Regions from separate parts of the Zea mays genome. Here region 2 is linked to region 1. A link is a contact called in public Hi-C data. All regions are on one chromosome and are shown on one strand. The core of a region is the stretch at or near the end of the contact, and the rest is flanking DNA. Distances in the headings are between cores, read along the strand shown. Region 1 holds the start of LOC100217202 (putative amino acid permease 7). Region 2 holds the start of LOC103645817 (ribulose bisphosphate carboxylase/oxygenase activase 2, chloroplastic).

Region 1 (6,799 bases), core at 2,510-5,009:
TAGCCCATGTACTGCGGCCCATTGGGAAGGTTAGGCCCGACGTTGAGGATATCTCGACAAAGCCCGTGTATCGGAAGTACATGCGGCCAGGCCTCTCCTTGCAAACTCGCATCAGTAATGACCAAAAAAAAAATCCTTCACAAGGCTATGCAATTAGAAAAGTCAAAACATGTTATATTTTAGAATAGATGGAGTAGCTTTGCAATTATACACCGAGACACAAACTTATTGGGTAAATGAATACTTAAAGAGTTTGATTTCATTTGCATACAAATCTCGTGATCATGTTCAGTGTTCACTATTTTGTAGTCATGAGATTAAAGTGCAATACATACATACGTCTGTCTTCAAGTTGCTACGATTTTCATTTATACTTGAATACAAAACACAAAGATGTGTGTTCTGTTGGGTAGGTGAGTGTGAATGCGGGTTATGGGAATGAAAGTAGTTATCTGAATTGTTCGAAATAATTTAATATTCTAAAATAGATATGTATGAAATTTGATGTTGATACTTTCTTATGTTATCAAGCATATTATTACAAATAGAAATATTTTTTTTCATTACTTATTTTATGTATTATTTGCTCTCTACAACAAAAGGCGAATAAATATTCGAATTCATGTTCAAATCTATATCCGAAATTTGTATCTATCATTTGAGAACATATATGATACATTTGAGGTTTATTTTTAAAAAAATCTTTACAAACCCAATGCTATAAATAAGAATATGTATCCTATTTATTCGCAATCAATCAAAAGATGATATTCGAATAAGTTTTCTATTTGTTTACTCATTAAATGGTTGACTGAGTTTTTAGCTGTTGATGTGTTTTGATCATCTTCTATAGGCACGCTTTGCTTTGACCACTTCTGTTTATTGGTGAATTAGAATATCACTTTTTGTGTCATGCTGCAAGTTTTTTAGCTTATACTTTCTGCATGTTTTGCAGGTGTCTTCGTTCCTTTGATACCGTCACTTCCTTCCAAAGTATTCTCATTGACTTTGAAAGATCATCTTAGTGTGATTATTACATGCCTAGCATGTATTTTGCAGCTAAAGTATTAAAATTTAGTGGCATTATTGTGTTGGCCAAGGAGTGTAGTATTTTTTTTTTGGTGCTTCCATGAGCAAGTTATAATCAACTATCAGCTATTTTCAAGTTCAGTGGGATCACTAAATTTTGAACTTTTTTGTTCATTCCGTATGAAATTTTTGATTGACCCAAATAATTTCATTTGCATATGTATTCTCTGTAACTTTAATAAGAGTGGCATTATCTGAAAAACTCCCTGAACAACCATAAATTAAGTGTTACAAAAATCATTTACGTAGCAGTGACACAGCATCACAAAAAAACTTTGGATCTAAACACGCACGGGTAGATATATTCATCAATCATCATGGTCATGGGCTCATGGCTAAGCGAACACAGGGAAATAAAAAAAACTTAGATACAGTACACTCTCTTTACACACTTCCACCATTCATGACATGGTTGACGACAGAAAAGGCGCTAATACCACAACTAGCCGAGCCTCTTGCGGATGACTCCCTCGACGGAGCCGACGAAGGCGAAGGTGCCGACGACGAAGCAGACGACGCTGAATGCCTGAAGCGCGACCCACGTCCGCGTCCACGGCAGGACCCCGCGCTGGACGCAGTACATCTCGACGGGGAGGTAGATGGCGAGGGGCCAGAAGACGACGGCGCCCAGCACGCCCAGCACCTCGTTGAAGTAGGGGAAGAGGAGGGCCAGCCCCGTGGTGCTCGCCACGTACGCCGTCCGGAAACACAGCCGCTGCAGGTTGAGGCTGTAGCTCCACGACGCCGGCGCGCCGGGCACCTTCACGGCGTAGGATTTGTTCACGAACGCGCTGTTCGGGAACCTGGCCGCCAAGGACCGGTCCGCGAAGGTGAAGATCTGCTGGCTGAACATCTGATCGCAACAGCAACAGACCCAGATATTAGCGTACGTGCGCGCATGTCATATGGCAAACGTACGTACTTTTACTGCTTGCTTCGTACTACCTGGTAGCCACCAAGCAGGTGGAGCACGATGCAGGCGTTGGCGAAGTCGATGAGCCAGTACGGCTCGTAGAAGCCGAAGCCGGTGAGCAGGTTGCCCGGCGCAGCGTTGCCGAAGGCGGCGTACCCGAAGCACCCCACGGCGAGGTAGAAGAACGTGGTGGCCAGGACCGCGAGCACGTTCCCCTTCTGCATCGTCTCGCTCTCTGGTGGCGGCGATTTGAGCGTGTCCTGCATGCAGTTTAATGAATTGCAAGAGTTTTTTTTTATGAAGTAAATTAATCGGAAGCTTACTTTGAGAAAAAAAAAGGTGAAGATCGATGCAGTGTAGTAGTAGTAGTATACCTGTATCTCCAGTAGGACAATGGTGTACGGGTAGGCGAACGCGATGTCGCCGATGGCCTGCGCGACTCGCCAGACTTTCTGCGGCGCGGTGCTCATCGGAACTCCGGCGACGCTTCCTTTGATCGCCCCATTTTCTGGTGGATTAATTCGATATACACGCACCAACCAAGATCATTCGCATCCAGGGCCCGCGTACGCGTCAATAACAACGTTGACTGAATCTCGCTCGATCTACCAATGCGAAATCACCTATGGTCTTGGCGAGGCCGAGGCCGAGGCCGATGGTGGCGTAGGTGAAGGACATGACGGCGGCGACGGCGGAGAGCCAGGCCATGCTGTGGAAGTTGGGTATGAGGGACAGCACCGCCTGGGCCGCCCCGAAGAGCAGCATGTAGAGGTGGTCGCCGCCGGCGCCGCAGGGAGCGCTGTGGCCCTGGCTGTGGTAGCAGTTGGCCCTCACGATCGCCCTGCGGCAACACAACAGTAGCGCGTGTCACCATTACCATGCAGCATGGCCAGCAGATCGAACGAAGAGAGCGGCGGGCCGGAAACGATCGGCGTACGTACCTGAGACAGGTCGCCGTGGTGATGGTGTAGGCGATTGCGGTCCCGTACATGTTGAGGTACTGGAACAGGCCGCAGAGCCAGGTGCGCTTCTCCCCTGGGCGCGTTGCTCTTGCTAGCTCTCGTAAGTGGAGTCGCCATGGAAAGATGTGCAAAGGCTAATACGCTAGCCGATAGATATGATAGGAACAAGAACAAGGATGCAGGAGCAACGCGTACCCAGGTGCGTCCTGACGGCGTCCATGTAGGTGTAGTTCCTCTGGCGTTTCAGGGAGCCATCATCGGAGGCAGGGGACCTGTAGCAGTGGGACAGGAGGAAGGCGGAGAGGTAGGTGACGAAGGCGAAGCAGAGCATGGCGACAGGGCCGCCCACCCAGCCCAGCTGCGCGACGCTCCACGAGAGCGCCAGCACGCCGCAGCCGATCACGGCGGTGATGATGTGCGCGAAGCAGGTCCATAGGTTGCCTGCCGCCGCCCATCGAACGACGAGAATTAGATCGGGGGTGTGGGGCTACTGCTGCTGCCGACGCACGCATGCACAAGGCGCGGGAGAGAGTGAGTGGTGGTACCGGTGCGCGCGGCGTGGCCGTCGTCGTCGAGCTCGACGCCGCCGGCGCCGACGCCGCCGACCTCCAGGGAGTGGCTGCCGTGGTGCTGCGCCATTGGCCAGCAGCCGGCGTTGGGAAACCTGAGAGCTCTGAGCTCGTGTCGTGTAGCCAATCGTGTGACTAGTACAGTGAGCAAAGAGTATAGCTCATCGGCGCTAGCGATCCATCCTTGTGTGGGACTGGCCGACTGGGTGGCCCGGAGAGGCCGGATCGAAGAGACCTTTGGCGGGCGACGGCCGACGGGCGGAGACTTTTGTCTCGTCCACAGCCACATGCCCACATCCAAGACGATCCGATCCGGCTGGCGTGGCGCCCTGGTTTACGTGCTACTACTGGTAGTACGAAGCAGGACGAGCTGTCGGGTCTTGCAAGTTCTCTGACGAGTCCAAGCAGCTGTTTTATACACTTGCAGACAAAACAAAGAGAAGAAAACGAGGGTTGCCACATGCGTTGTCAGGATTGTCCGTTCTCAGTTCAGTTTAGCTTGCACGAAACCTTTCCCGGGGATTGGACCCGCTGAACGCTGATTGATGCACTGCCTGCTTGCTTTCGAGAGCCGTTTTGCCGACTGGCGTTGGCCGCCCGATCAAGCGCATCTCTTTCCCTTACCGGATGGGCATGCATGTGATTCTGCTTTGGCGAGAGCCAGCCGGAGACGCCCCACCAGCTAGACCGGTTCAACGTCGGATAGAGTTCGAGTCTGATCAAGATTAGATCGTCGACCATTTAACACGACCTGTATCTAACCTCGTAACCCGTACCTAATTTTTTTTTAAAGTTAGGTCGGATTTTTTAGTTTCGAGTCAGTTTTTCCGGGCTTGTCTGATTTTAGATAAAAAAAATCATGACTCAAATCCAGCCCATGAATTATTACATATAAAAAAATAACGACCCACCGCCCACCACCTACCAGCAGTGGTCGAGGAGGTCACCAGATTTCATAAATGGTTTGAGCAAATCGCCTTTCTCATGAGGATGACGTGGTGGCCATGGCGTTTCGCTCACGGGTCACGTGGCGCCTCGATCATTGATTGATGGACAAAAACAGTTAGGCTGATCCTGATTCCTGACCGAGTCATTGGCCAATCATATCATATCACTAGGTGTGTGCCCGTGCGTTGCGACGGGAGTACGCTGGAATGAGTACCGACACATATCAGATCGGATCTTATATTTTCTTGAGGATCTGGAGAAAGTTTGCTCGAAAGCCTAACATGTTAAGACCTGAGCATGTTTTACCCTTGTGCCCCATCAGCACACTGTTCTGACTTACACCGATGAGGATGGTGATATTGTCATGCTAGATGATGATGATGACTTGCGTGATGCAGCTCTCCGTCAGAAATTAAACCCTCTCAGGATTACTGTTCAACTGAAGAAAAATCAACCAACTGAAAAAAGATACTTCTGCACCAGTGAAATCCACTGCTCAGGATACACTATCCGAGATAATGTCAGCTATTGAAGGTTTGAAGCCTGTTCGGGAAGATAGTCTGGCCCATATAAAATCAGCTATTGGTGAAGCAATCAAGTCTATCCTAGAGCCAATACCTGATGCCCTTGCAAAACTTTCTCATGAAATACTTGATGCAGCACCACCACCATTAGCTGAGCTGATGAAACCTTTTGCACAATTGATGGCACCAAACAATAATGGCAATGGGCCATCTGATGTGCATGCTAAGGGGTCATCTAGCTCTTCCAGTGCACAGGTGCCAGCTGAAGCTAAAAATGAGCCCAAAGTTAGGCCAAGTTTGGGTCTTTAGACCGTGTTGAAAGAGGCTGCTGGACTTGTTCCTAATGCTGGAGCTTCTCAGGTTCAACAGCCATTAATGTATCCATCTATTGAGGAGATGATGTTCCCCTGTAATTCAGTCGACAAATCTGTTTGCAAAGGGAAGATTTGATCAAAGGGAAAATCTGTTACGTCCTGAGGCATCCAACTCATAGTTGTATTTTCTAGGGCAAACGGAACCATAGTTACAAGTGCAAGCCATTCCGCAGCATTCCGAGAATATCAGTTTTAGTGGACCATTCAACATCAGGGAACTAAAATAGGTTTTGCCCTGCCCCCCTAGACAACTGGGTTCATCGCACACATAATTCGATAGTACAACAGCTGGATCAGCCCAAGGAAAATCATACACCGAAAAATTGATGGGTGGTCCGGGTTTGATCCCCAGCAATGTCGCTTTTATTTTCTATTTTCTGTTCTTTTTCAGCTACCCAGGAGGTCACTGAGCCTAAATGTCTGATATTCTCTCACAAAAGAAGATGCTAAAGAACCTCTTGTCCACTTCGATTTTGCAACTGGAAACAGTCGGTTCCCTCCAAATCGCAGTCAGTTTCCTATCTAACTGTTGAAGCCAACTCATCGAGCACATGAAACATCTCACAAGTTGGTCAAATATCAGTTTTAGTGGACCATTCAACATCAGGGAACTAAAATAGGTTTTGCCCTGCCCCCTCGACAACTGGGTTCATCGTACACATAATTCGATAGTACAACAGCTGGATCAGCCCAAGGAAAATCATACACCGAAAAATTGATGGGTGGTCCGGGTTTGATCCCCAGCAATGCCGCTTTTATTTTCTATTTTCTGTTCTTTTTCAGCTACCCAGGAGGTCACTGAGCCTAAATGTCTGATATTCTCTCACAAAAGAAGATGCTAAAGAACCTCTTGTCCACTTCGATTTTGCAACTGGAAACAGTCGGTTCCCTCCAAATCGCAGTCAGTTTCCTATCTAACTGTTGAAGCCAACTCATCGAGCACATGAAACATCTCACAAGTTGGTCAAATATAGTTGCTCCAAACGGATTCAATCACTCACGGAGCTCAAGCACTCGATTCATTATTTATCTTTATCCTAGTGGACGATGGCTGGCAGATGCTTGGACCTACAGTGAACAAGTTTTTCCGTACTTAGAGCTCGCTCAGAGCTACTGTTGTTGTGCAAAACCAGATTACCATAACTTCCACAGGCCAAAGTTCAGAGCTAACGGTGTTGTAAGCATGGTCAAGACCACATCATCACGCATTCAGAGGCTGACAATCTGAACTCTCGCCTTGGCAACAGTAGAGAAAAACAGCAGCAGTGCACATTCACATACATGCTATAACATAAACAGTGCACATTCACTAACTACAAAATTCCTACTCGAACCAATCAAAGCAACTAATTGGACGAAGCAGCATTAGCGAACCAATCAAAGTAACAATCCAACGAAGTAGCAGCTCGACGACAAACTT
Region 2 (6,799 bases), core at 2,023-4,522, 170 kb after region 1:
AGTTTCAATTTCAACACATGTGCACATGTGAGGTTGGTATGATTTCAAATTAGTTAACACAACCTCATGAGCCATTTCTAACATGATATGTGAATCCATAAATTTATTATGAGAGCATACAAGCATATCATGTTTTTCTTGTAAAGCTATATTTTCAATGTTTAGCTTTTCTACCGTGTTCTTGAGCATAGCATTTTTATTTTCTAATTGAGCAATATATGATGAATGATTAATAGCTTTAATTTGCTCAATTGAAATGTCTTCATACCTTTGGACCAAATCATCATGAGAGCACTTTAGCTTCTCATGCTCTTTGGTCAACTTCTCCAAGTCTTTGATTTTTTCGATGAGGATATCTTCTTGCTTATGAAGCATTTCCTTTTGTTCTTCCGCTCTTTTCATGAGTTTGAGCAAGCTCATTCGGTTCTTCTTACTTAGTTGAGCGAAGAATTTTTGAAGATCATCCTCATCTTCACTATCACTTTCATGCTCCTCCTCATCCTCACTTTCGCTTTCACTGTCACTCTCATTAGCAACAAAGCACATATGAGAAGTGGATTTGAAAGACGAACCTTGTGAAGAGGTGGATTCGTCGTTTGGTCTCCATCGATCATTTTCTTCTTCTTCAATAATGTTCTTCGCCTCATCTTCCTTCATTTTGAGGAACATCCTTTCGGCGATTCTCATGGCAAGGTCTATTGCCCTAGGATCAATATCTGCACCAAAAGATGAAGTCGAGGCAACCTCAGCTTTTTCAAGCTTAGAAGCACTTTCGTTTCTTAGTCCCCCCGACATGATCTTTCCTCACGCGGTTAAACGTTAGAACGAGGATTAGGCTCTGATACCAATTGAAAGTTGCCTAGAGGGGGGGGGTGAATAGGCAAGTTAAAACTGTTTCAACAAAAACTAGAAGCAAACTGGGTAAAACTGAATTGATCTCAAAATTCACCCAGTTAACTTTGGAAATGAGATGTTCTAAATGATCCACAGGGTTCAAAGTAGTAGATCTGAGAAGGGCACTTCTCAAAATCCACACACCAAAAAGATATAAACAATCTTCCACGGAATGGTGAGAGAACGAAGAACATGAACAAACACAATGAGCAAGAACGCAAGAGACACAAGATTTATCCCGAGGTTCGGTCACACCACAAAAGGTGCCCTACTTCCTCGTTGAGGCGCCCACAAAGAGCCGGGTCTCTTTCAACCCTAATCCTCCCTTTGCCGACCACAAAGGTCAAGCCCACACAATAATCTTTGCTCAAACGAGCGGGTAATACAAACTTTCTTGTGGTCTTCCACAAGATTTGGAGACTCACAAGAGACACCTAGTCGTCTAGGAGCTAGAAGCTCCAAGAGTAATGAATCCACAAAGAACTCGATGTAGTACCAAAGCTCGAATGAAGAAGAAGAGCAAGAGAGATTTAGAGATGAAGCACAAAACCGCAGCTCTCAAGCTCACTCAAAGATTTCTCTCCAAAGATTTGAAATGGGAGAGGCAAGAGATGTGTGTGAGAGAGAGGGAGGTGTTTCTTGGGTTAGAAATGGAGTTCAAATCGTGCTCACTACTTTGGGGAGAGAGGTAGGAGGTAGTATATATAGGTGGAGCTCAAAACTAGCCGTTGGGCAGATTTTTCTGCCTGAGACCGGTTGAACCTCCCCCTAGGGCGGTTGAACCTCCCCTGGCAGGCCTGGCAGCCTGTCTGCCAGTCTGACTGGCAGACTGACGCGCAGACTGACCTGCAGACTGGTCAGGGTTGACCAGACTGGTTGAACCTCCCCCTAGGGCGGTTGAACCTCCCCTGACACCTCTGGCGACCTGTTTGCCAGTCTGACTTGCAGACTGTTGGTCAGAGGTCAGAGGGGTCAGAGACCAGCTGAACTGCCCCTTAGGACCAGTTCAACTGGTCTTGACCAGAGAGTTTAGGAGAGAAAACCCCAGCTCAACTGCCCGGAGGCAAGTTCAGCTGGTGTATGGTCAAAGAGGTTCACAGCTGAAGTTGAGTTCAGCTGAAGTTGAGAAAGCTCAACTCAGCTGAAGTTCAGCTCAGCTGAAAAGCTCAGCTGCAGCTGAAGAAGCTCAACTCAGCTGAAGTCAAGTTCAGCTGGAAAGCTCAGTTGCAGTTGAAGAAGTTCAGCTGCTTTTCAGCAAGAACACTCTAGGTTTCTCAACCCTAACCACGGTCAACCATAGAATGTTAAAGAGATTTTTGCTTTTCAAAAATAGCTTTTGAATAGAGAGGTTTGAGCTTTGGCAAACACCAACCTTCTTTTTGGATCCCCCTTTATAGTACGACGATTCCTATACTCAAGTTAAATAAAATAAATTGAAGTAAACTCCTTGAGTCATTGGTGTCTCATGTGTGATTGCTCCATGGCATTGCTTCATAAGGATCACAAACATCTTTGTCTCACCTTTTGAAGCAAACTCAAATCAAACCCTGTGACTTGTACCATATCACCTTATATGAGTTCAAATCATGGCTTCAAGTCATCTTACTGATGCATCAACATGTTGTAACTCTTCATAGCTGATTAGTTCATCGACTTAGTGCAAGTACTCTCTTCTTCACCTTAGCCATGGTACCTTGGTCTACAAGCCGTCGCTTGGCCTTCCCCTTCGCTTAGTTCCTCGAAGCCCTTTCCTTGCTATCTTCACCCTATCAAGCCATTCTTGAGTTACATCATATTGAGCATCCATTGAGAGAATCATTTCTTCAATATTGTGAACCTTGCTTGAATGTCTTCTAGATATAACTATCAAGATCAATCAAGCTCTAGTTTGATTCTCATAGAAGCATATATGGACTGACAGAAATATGGTCAAGCCAATTCACGATTCCTCATATCTTATTCTCTTTGGCTTGACCAATCCTCTAAATCACTTTGTCCTCTATTCTGGTCATATGTATGTAATGATTTCTCAGATCTTGTCCATATATTCAAACCAATATAGAGATCATATTATATCCATTTGCATTGTCTCATTGGTTATTTAACCTCGTGTTGAACCTTTGTTCACTGATCATTATACACTATTCAAGTATGTTCATCATACTGAATTTCCTGTTCAACACTTAGCAAACTCGTTAGACCTTTAAATGTGTTGTTATCCAAATCACCAAAACTCACAAAAGGGATGAATGTACTTTCAAATATCCTAAGATTATGAATTGTTAAAGCGATGTCTTTTTTGGTTCTTGTGTGTTCCTGAACGACCGTTATAGATAAGGCCAGAAATGCCGTACGAGCTTCCCAACGACCGCCGATCTCTCCCACACAGACACAGGTCACACCGTCACACGCACACTGCAGCGTGGCGCGGCTACTCCCCGCCATGGCCACCACCTCCGTCGCCGCCTCCTCTCCCCATCCCCATCTGTCCCGCCCCCGCCGGCGGAACTCCAGCGCCACCTCCAGAACCTCGATCCGGGGCTGCCTCCTGCCCATCCGATGCTCGTCCGCCTCGTCGTCGCAACCGCCGGCAACCGGCGGCGAGGAGGGAGAGTCGGGGCGCCGGCGGCTGTCGAAGCAGTCGTCGTGGGAGGACAGAGATGTGGAGGGGGACGACTACCTCTACCGCCTCGGGAAGGAGGCTGACAACTTGAACATCACCGTTGGCGCACGGTCCGGCATCGTCGACGAACTCTTCGTCGGAAACTTCCTCGGGAAAGACTGTACGTGCTCTGAAACCAGATCGGCTCTCCTACAGTCCACTGATTCCATGAAGCGCCGTGAATCGCAAAAATACTAAATCGACATACCTGCATTTGATAAGAATAAAGAACAATGTTTGCTCAGCTTAGTTCAGTGTACTGTTTAAACATATTGATATGCTTGGAAACAAAATCAAAGGGACGAGTTAAAAGATTTTGATAGCTTGGGGTGCAACGTGGTTGCAGCGGATATCGTGTTCGACTACCGGCAGAAGGCAACTAGAACGTTCGAGTACCTGCAGGGGGATTACTACATCGCACCTGCCTTCCTCGTGAGTTACTTTTGGTATTGGATCACATGCGATTATCCTGCTTTTATTTGGTTTTTTTCTGATATCCGATTGGCGAAGATTTGACGCTGCTGATTCATTTGGTTGCAGGATAAAGTTGGTAAGCTAATTAACATAAAAGGAACCTGGCAAATATTCCTGTATATTAAGGTATAAAATTGAACAGTCAATAACTTTCGACTCCCTCCATCCTGAAATTGTGGTTTCATTTGTGCTAACTCAACCCATCTTAAGTTAGACCAAATTCATAGAAAAAACCATGATATTTTTGACACCATATAAGCTCCATTGGAAACATTATGGAATGTATTTTTATAACTTATCTTTTTGATGTGGTAGAAATTAACATATTTTCCTATAATTTTAGTGAAACATGAGGTGGTTTGACTTAGGACTTTAGGAGAAATGAAAATACACTGTATTTCAGTACGGAGGGAGTATATAAGTGCTTCTTTCGATTTGCATTTGTCAATTCTCAGTTTTTACTTTTGCTATTGGACTTGGCGTGACAATTAATGGATTAAATGGGAGTGGTTAGCATGAGACGACCTTCTTTTTATAAAGAAAATAAATATAAGCCAACCAAATCATTAGACTGGATATGTTTTAGTCAAATACGTAGATAACCTGAGGTCAGACTGCAGATGAATTGTTAGTAACTATCATGCATATATAAATGAATGATTTTTCTGCTAAACTCATCTTTAATAATTGATTCTGAGTTTTGCGAGTGAGCTGTTGCTGTACAGTACATACAAACAACTTAATTCTTCAGGAACATGGACATTTCTAGTATGCTTAACATATTTCTTGTTCTTCTTCCCAGGTACAAATACTAAAATCTAAAGGACTATTTGTTGTTTGCAGCATGCCACATTGTAAAGAACTACATTGCGCATCTTCTTAATAATATCAAGGTTCCCCTAATACTTGGTAGAGTGACCCAGTTATTTGTTTCTGTAGTCTATTCTTGATATCAGTTAATGTAATTGACCCTGATTGACTGCACTCTGCAGGGATCTGGGGCGGAAAAGGCCAAGGGAAAACATTCCAGACTGAACTTATATTTAGAGCAATGGGTGTGGAGCCAGTAATTATGTCTGCAGGCGAACTAGAATCTGAAAAAGCAGGTCAAGAATCACTTGAACTATATATCCCTTTGTGTTTATCATTGTGCCATACTTTACCCTGCTGTTCAAGTGTTTCTCACTTCGTTATTTTTCATACTAATGTGAACTTCTCCAAACATTGAAAAAGTTGTTTCACTTCCTTTCCTTTGTATATACTTTCTTTGAGTATTTTATTAGTTGGGAAGTGTGAACCGTCAAATTTGGTTCTTGGTGTTTCTGTTAGTCGGCCAGCTTCAAGTGGATAAAACTTGTTCAGAACTACCAATTTTAGGAATATGAGGGAGAAGGGTCTCTCCATATTAGTTATGAAGGAAAATCAGCTCCCAGTATGTTTAACTGGATCTAAATGTGCAGAAATAGTAGGAATTGGTTGGGATCCCACGCCCCCCACATTTTTCTATCTGTTGCATAGGAGGACCTGCTGCAGTGGTGAGAGAGGTCTTGTCTTACTGAGTCACAAGTTTGAAGCAGCTTCTCTGTATTTACGGGGGATGCTTGCCTCGGTTTATCCCTTCCCAAGACACCACTCATGTGGGAGTCTCTGACACAGGGTCTGCCCTTTTCTATCTGTTGAATGGCTGAGAGTGTAGCTGCATGTTGGTTGCTCAGGTATTTTTGTGCTCTGTTTGCAGGTGAACCCGGGAGGCTAATACGTGATAGATACAGAACTGCCTCCCAAGTAATCCAAAACCAAGTAAGAAGGTGTTTGCAGCTACTCGGTCTTAGATTTGAGCATTTTATGTTTAAGTTCCTCTTTCTAAATAGTGAGCGTGAAAGAGTATTTCTGTTTTGCAAACTTGCGAAGTTTAATCACAGAAGTCAATCATCTGCATACATGGGGGTATAGTTGTCTAATCTGCTTCATTATGTTAGTTTATCATTTACTTTCATATGGATTGCTAATAAAATGTTTTTTTCTCGAACACGCGGGAGACTTGTGTATCATTATATTAATAAGAGTAACAAAGTACATGCCTTACATAGACCGAGATACAGAGAACCGCCTCATGGCGGCCAAGATCTAACATACATAAATTGATCCATCTATCAAACTAGTACTATAAACCACCTTAGGGCGTGGCAGGGGCAGGGGCAGCTGCAAGAAAGCTCAGCCCCTTGGCTCCAGAACATTCCCACACCCGACGCTCCTCTCCAACATGAGATAAAACTGAGTTTATACCAGGAGATTGGCCGTCAAAAACACATCTATTTCTATGATTCCACAACACCCATGCTCCCAAAATAATCAGGGAATTGAGACCATCTCAGATAGGACCAGCAACAGTTTCACTGACATCTTTCCACCAATCCATGAAACTTTGATTGTTTGGTTGTGGTGCTCAACCTTGAAGCCTAAATTGTCTAAGCATGAGGAACCAACATTGTCTAGAGAAGACACAAGCCACAAGTAGATGATCAATTGACTCCCCTTCCTGGTCACAGAAAAGACATCTTTCTGGGTGATCAAGCCCACGCTTTTCAAGCCTATCAGCTGTCCAACACTTCTTAAGGGTAGCCAACCGCATGAAGAAACGACAGTTTGGCGGTGCCTAAGTTTTTCAAATCCTCTCATAATGTTCAAATTGCACAGATCCAAGAAAAAGCCCCTCATAGGCAGCTTTAGCCAAGTATTTGCCATTACAGACAACCGAAAGATATGGTC

Evidence for each region. Hi-C and Micro-C count contacts between places; a contact is called where the count stands out from the background.
Region 2: a contact with region 1 is called in a Hi-C map of ear, with 2.9 times the contacts expected there. The contact joins the promoter of LOC103645817 here to the promoter of LOC100217202 in region 1. A contact is called at or near these places in 4 of 25 Hi-C or Micro-C datasets (bundle sheath, ear and leaf).

The regions. Positions count from the first base shown.
Region 1 is chr2:4,213,475-4,220,273 of Zm-B73-REFERENCE-NAM-5.0, forward strand. It overlaps LOC100217202 (putative amino acid permease 7), which reads right to left and starts at 3,760. Exons shown (of 7, transcript NM_001143570.1): 1 at 3,510-3,760; 2 at 3,160-3,405; 3 at 2,944-3,037; 4 at 2,626-2,843; 5 at 2,377-2,510; 6 at 2,035-2,262; 7 at 1,367-1,942. The coding sequence starts at 3,603. The coding sequence ends at 1,532.
Region 2 is chr2:4,379,668-4,386,466 of Zm-B73-REFERENCE-NAM-5.0, forward strand. It overlaps LOC103645817 (ribulose bisphosphate carboxylase/oxygenase activase 2, chloroplastic), which reads left to right and starts at 3,273. Exons shown (of 12, transcript NM_001364552.1): 1 at 3,273-3,677; 2 at 3,903-3,988; 3 at 4,097-4,106; 4 at 4,874-4,939; 5 at 5,023-5,136; 6 at 5,769-5,830. The coding sequence starts at 3,338.